2 separate regions of the Mus musculus genome follow, and region 1 is linked to region 2. A link is a contact called in public Hi-C data. All regions are on one chromosome and are shown on one strand. Each heading gives the region's core, a stretch centred on a gene start, on an enhancer-like site or on the middle of the called end of the contact. The rest is flanking DNA. Distances are from core to core; before and after follow the strand shown.

The links. A called contact is a pair of places that touch in the nucleus more often than the background predicts.
Region 1: a contact with region 2 is called in a Hi-C map of uterus, with 3 times the contacts expected there. The contact joins two enhancer-like sites. A contact is called at or near these places in 3 of 484 Hi-C or Micro-C datasets (bone marrow-derived macrophages and uterus), 2 of 115 datasets of contacts at active chromatin or transcription factors (bone marrow-derived dendritic cells and embryonic stem cells) and 1 of 9 other capture datasets (embryonic stem cells).

Annotation. Positions count from the first base shown.
Region 1 is chr13:94,012,188-94,015,191 of GRCm38.p6, reverse strand. No RefSeq gene overlaps it. Among named protein-coding and RNA genes, the nearest start is that of Lhfpl2, 44 kb to the left of the region's middle. Within about 2 kb of position 1,636, at least 23 of the 459 cell types and tissues checked have an H3K27ac peak or open chromatin away from gene starts, as enhancers often do. A contact at or near this core is called in uterus, where this site is marked.
Region 2 is chr13:93,851,323-93,854,338 of GRCm38.p6, reverse strand. All of the region lies in intron 4 of Arsb (arylsulfatase B), which reads right to left. Among named protein-coding and RNA genes, the nearest start is that of Mir5624, 62 kb to the right of the region's middle. Within about 2 kb of position 1,703, at least 29 of the 459 cell types and tissues checked have an H3K27ac peak or open chromatin away from gene starts, as enhancers often do. A contact at or near this core is called in uterus, where this site is marked.

The DNA of each region.
Region 1 (3,004 bases), core at 387-2,886, 160 kb before region 2:
TTCCTGTTAGTAGGATTCTTACGTTTACCTTTCGCCATCTGGCAATCTCTGGAGTTAGTTGTTATAGTTGTCTTTGTTTAGAGATTGTTCCTCTGTTGATTTTGTTACCCTCTATCAGCAGACGTGGGAGACTAGCTCTCTCCTCTGAGTTTCAGTGGTCAGAGCAGTCTCTGCAGGCAAGCTCTCCTCTTTCAGGGAAGGTGCACAGTTATCTGGTGTTTGGACCTCCTCCTGGCTGAAGATGAAGGCCCAAAACAGGATCTTTCCCAGAAGCTGTGTTGCTTTGGCCAGGAAGGTGGCCGGTTGTCTGGAGTCGAAGATGGCGCCGCCTCAGAAGCTCTGTGGTTCTCGCCTGTCTCAGAAATGGCTGGCCTCTGTATTCCACACCGTCACCCGTGCAGCCTGCCCTCCGCGGAGTCCTGGAGCCAAGGCTCCCGCCGCCGGGGCCTGAGGCACAAACCTGTTGGGCCGGGCGGACCCCTGTGCACTCACCAGGAAGGTGGCTGGTTGTCTCCAGTGACTTATTTTCATGTGACCTTTTGAGAACTCCTAAGACACGTGCATCAGCCACCTGAATGATGGGAGCTGCCCAGAGAAGAGAGTTCCTCCAGGGAACTGAAGGATGACAGCCGGCTCACTGCCCCAGCATGTACACATGGTTGTCTCTTCCATTTGTTTTTTTCAGTGTTATCTAAATACGAGGGCACTAATTTCCAACAATTATTTATTTCACCTACACTTTTATATTCCATTTGCACTTTACATGAAATACCCATCCTGAGAGTTGGCCATGGCACACAGACGGAACCCGGTAACATCGTGACCCCCTCTCCAAGTCCCCAACGCCTGAGAGTCTTCGTCTTGGACCTGGGTTCTTGAGGTGTGGCTCAGTGTGGCCTCCTTGCTCACATTTCCAAGACCTTTCTCAGCGTCTGGACAGATTTCTGGCAATCCTACAGCCAGTCTGCCACGCCTTTTCCTTCTCTGAAGCCAGAGTCCTGATCCACAGTTTCTATCTTCGTCCACACAGCTGAGTAGATTGCCCGGAAAGGGGGCTTGTGGGTGGGGAGGAAGCAACGGCCTTCTTCCTACAATTCCTCATCAAGCTCCTGTCTGTAGGAACCCACACAGGCGATGGGCAGATTCTAATCACAATAATTAACAATGAATGAATGAATGTCTACCAAACTATTGAGCTGATTCTGTGAGCGTTAACTGGCTAATTTTTTCCAGACTCTAGTTGTTCATTCTATAAAATAACCTGCTCTGGGGACAGATTGTTAGTTCTTTCTGGTTAACACAGAGCCCGGACCTTGATATAAAGACCACAATAAGTCTTTGCAGTCAAGTTCTCTGTGCAGTTCTCAGTTGAGTCACAGAGCAAAACACAGCAGGCAAGGTCTGTGTGGCCCTTTGTGGACCCCACTTGTACTCCCGGTATGGTCTCACGACTTCCACTTGCAACTGTATTACAGCTTACCTGTATTTTGACATGAATGGACAAAAACCTCAAGGAAAAGTTTTTTCTAGTTGAAATCACTGGGGCTTCTTCAACAAACAGTTAGGACGTTGAGACGAAGTGCCAGGTGCAAGCCACACTGGTGATCCGTCTTCCTGAAGGAGACCAGGAAACACCGTGTAAACAGCACAGGCTTTAAAGAGCTCATAAAAAGTCAGTAGTGGCTGAGGGAGAGCTCTCTGCATGGGGAGGCATCTGATTTTTATAGGATCAGCTCTGCAGATAAAGGGAGCTACAGGAAAGACATTCTGACCTCCCAGCCGAGTTTTATTTGGAGGTTTTTTGGTTGTGTTTTGTTTTGTGTTTTGTGTTTTGTTTGTTGTTTCCTGCTTCTTCTACTCCCTGGGATGGGAAAGATGGACTCTTAAGTGTGAAGGCTTCTTGGTAGTCAATTTGGCTATGTCCAGATTTAACTAAAACCCAAATAGCTGGGTACACCGTTTTTCCGTTGTTGTTGTTTTTTTTTCTTTTCTTAATTAAATCATTTGATGTGGAGGACCCACTTCTAATCTAGATCTTTGAGGGGTGAAGATCTACCCTTAATCCAGATCTTTTGAAATGGGAACATCCACCTTTATTCTGGGCCACATCATCTGCTGGCACCCTGTAGAAAGGACATGGAAAAGGTCTATTCGCCTGCTTGCCCTCACTCTGGACGGCAAGCCTTCACTGGTATTAGAACCTACTCTAGGATTCTGGCCCTGATTGAAGATTGGCTGAGACGTCCAGCCTCATGGACTGAACAATTGTATCCTTGGACCTTTTATTTGTAGACAGCCATTGTTGGACTAGCTGGACCCCAGCCTGTAATAAATCCTTCATGTATATATGTGTGTGCGTGTGCATGTGCACATGCATGTGTGTGTTCTATAAGTTCTGTTCCCCTAGAGAACCCTGATTGTACACCAGAAATGCAAAGGCAGTTAATTACCCAGGGTAGTCCACGGAGCTCCAGAAGTTTTCCCAAGACTAGTCCAGTGTCTCCAAGGGGTTTTCAATTATTTTCGCCTTCGATTTCATTTGCTCTCAGTTGGGCGCGGTAGAAAATTTAAATTATTTTGAGGGAAGACACACATCACTTTTGTTCATGCTTACAGCTTCTTCTTCTTCTAAAAAAAAAAAACATCTGGGGTAGCAAAATGGGTGAGATAAGTGTAAAATAAAATTGTAACTCTGTTCCTAGAAATAGAACAGAACTGCTTTCGTATGTGGACTGAGTGGTGGCCAGGGGTCTGCAGGCTGCCCTGGATCCAGGCCTAGGAAGTGACTCAGTTGTGGCAAAGAAACCAGGCCATGGAAGAGCATCCCAGGGCTGGGTGTGGGAATGGGACACACGGGATGATATAAATTCTGCTCTTGTGCACATATTGTTTTGCAAAATCCAGGGATGAGATCATTTGGCCTGGATGTTGTCTCTGAGGGTTTCTCACAGACAAATGCAGTTATCCGAATTGAGTTAGAACAGGAGAAAGGCATTCGGGGGGA
Region 2 (3,016 bases), core at 454-2,953:
TTTATTGGCTCTTTGTGGCTTTTTCCTCCTTATGCCTCTTTCCTCAGGGCTAAGAAGGAAGTTTATTGTTTGTGTTTGCAAGACCTCACAGAGGACCTGCTCACAGAAAAAGAACAAATACATGAAGAAAAGGCCACCAACTCCAAATAGCGAGTGAAGACTCTGAGAATTGACGCTGGACACTACACGGCTCTCTAAGGCCCTGCCCAGCCATTGCCTGACCTTGACCTTACAGAAAGAGGATGCTACTCTAATAGACAGATGACTATCAAGTGAGGTATCGGGCCCCAGTGAGGGTTTGAGCAAGTATCAAACCTGCAAATACAAGAATAGCTTGTCCCCTGGGTACCTGCTCAGTCATGCCGAGCGTCACGGGGGCTGCAGAAGAGCACTTTGGAAAACCCTGGTCTGGAAGAGGCTCTCCAGATTGCAGCTTAGCAAACCCATTTTCAGTTCTGCCATGTGGCAGAGCCCCCCTAGATTAGAACATGGCAGCCTGTGTATGAGACATACAAATTCCTCCTCTCATGGTATAAGTAAGACAAAGAGACAAGATCCCTTCTTCCTTTGTAAGCAGTAACCTGACCTGTCAAAAGAGATGAAATCAGACTGTTGGAGAGATGGCTGGGTGATCAACAGTACTCGCTACTTCTGCAGGGGACCCAGGTTTGGTTTTCGGGATCCTTGTAAGGCAGCTCACAACTGCCTGTAACCCCAGCTTCATGGCTCTGACAGCCCCCAAATAAATCTTAAAAAACAAAACAAAACAAAACAAAACCTGAAACCAGAAGGGCAGTCACATGGCCATTACAAAGCAGACAGCTCAGACACAAGGAGCAGGCAGAACAAGGGCCTTTTTCAATTATATGGGTTCTTGACATAATATCAAGACCTTTTTAGTCAAAGACTAATTATCTATCTTTCTTCCTTTTCCTTTTTTTGTATGTGGTGTGTGTGTGTGTGTGTGTGTGTGTGTGTGTGTGTGTGTGTGTGTGTGTAACTGATTGTCTCCTACATGTGAGGCAAGTGCTCTGTCACTGAACCCTGTCCTCAGCCCTCCTCTGACTTAGATTCATAAGAAATCAGGAGCAGAATGATGGCTAGGTGTGAACAAGATCTACCTAGCCATTTTGTGACTGTGATCACCTGTTTTCACTTCCACTTCGTTAATTTCACTGAAACACTTTCAAGGCAAGGGCTGTGAATCTGGGCAGGATATTTTATCCCTGAGCCTGGAAAGCAAAGATAACAAAACCCACCTTAACATGATGTCTGACACGGAAGCACTACCCAGGCATTAAGGCCCGGGTAAACCCGGATGTTGGAGCTATATTCCCAGGCACCATGCTTAGAGCCCTGCTAGATCACATGCTACACTGAGAGCAAGTTTTTGAAAGCGGAAGAGTGGACTGAATTATGGTGGGTTTTGTTGTTATTGGGGAAAACTCAGGAACTTTTTCTATTTGCATGGGTTTAAATGAAGTTCAGTGTGATTTAGTAAGGACGGCCCGAGATTCAAATGAAGCATCAGAAACTGAATATTTATCCAGATGTTCATCTGAGGCTCTCTAGGGGTTTGTGGTGGTTTCTTTACTCAAGGAAGATAAGTGCCAGAGACGCTGGCCTCCCTGGACACCCGCCTCAGCCTCCATCCTGACAGCAACCAGCGAGGGAGGATCCTGCTGAGCGGCTCCAAGAGGATGCTGGGAAGGTGAGTGATTTGGCAGCCATTCACCAAATAACTGACTCGGCCACCAGAGAGCTGAGATAAAGAAAGATGGATTTGAGGAAAGGCCAAACCAGGGCTGTGGGATTCACAAGAAGGATTGTAAGTGCGGAAATAGAGCAACTTCCTCATTCTGACGGCAGGGATGTCTATTGCTTGGAATACTGAGAGACCGCTGAGATTCTTATCTCTTCTTTGAAATGTACTAAGGGCAAAAAGATACAAAAGTCTGTTGAAAGACTGAAAACACTTGCTCTCTGAAAGTCATGAGGGGACTGGGAACCGGAAAAGTGTTCTAATTTACAACACTCTGGGCGCAGATAACTTTTTCGTAATTTAAAGCTTGGGTGTGCACAGGTTTGGGAGCTCCTCAGATGAAGCTGTAAGATCAGCACAAAGGGAGGCATGCGGCCTGCTCTCCGAAAGCATAACGATGCTACGCTTAATAACAATGCTACGCTTAATCTTTGTTCTCCAGGTCCTCTGAGAAGCAGTTCAGAAGGACCGAGTGGCTATTATACTAAGCAGAAGGACCAAGTATGTATTCTAGAAAAAACAAAAACAAAAATAAAACCTGTAAAATCTTCTGTCTTTCTTATAGTTTGCTCTTACAGAAAATGCTCAACTTTAAATTCTTTATTTAAAAAAAATTTTTTTTATCCTTTTTACAAACTTGCAGGCAAACTACATCTGGGGGCCCCTCGGGAGTGTTAGTGTTTACTGACCAATCATTTAACTCCTCTCCCAAACCTAAAAACCATTCTTGACGGTCAGGTAATTCTCCACGAGTCTGCAGCTTAGTCTTTCAGTAATACCAAACTGAGAAACAATAAGCTAATTACTGCAGAAGCACTCGAAGGTTTGGCAAGCTCAGGACAGCAGCAAGTAACTGAAAATCCTATGAACAGACAGGAAAAGAGACTTGTGGTTCAAAATAATAGATGTATTACTACATATGTGGTAGGGAAAATGCAGAGGCCAGTGAGTCTCGGAGATTGCTAAATCAGAGAAAGCTAGAATATTCCGTTTAGGTAAGCATTGGCTATTTTGCTTTTGTATTTCCAAATATGCAATATTAGTTACATGTGTCAAAACCTGCAGAGTTGCTGTTAACTAGCACTCTTAATATCAGCATCTTCCTGACTCTCTTTAGAGACTTAGAAAAGTCAGTGAGACCTGAACTAAGGGGCCCGGCAGTTCCACTTCCCGGGCAGTTCCATTTCCCCGGAGCCCTTCTCTGAAGCTTTGCCAGATGCTAAAGGATCCCACTGGTGGTTGGTGTCCAGCATC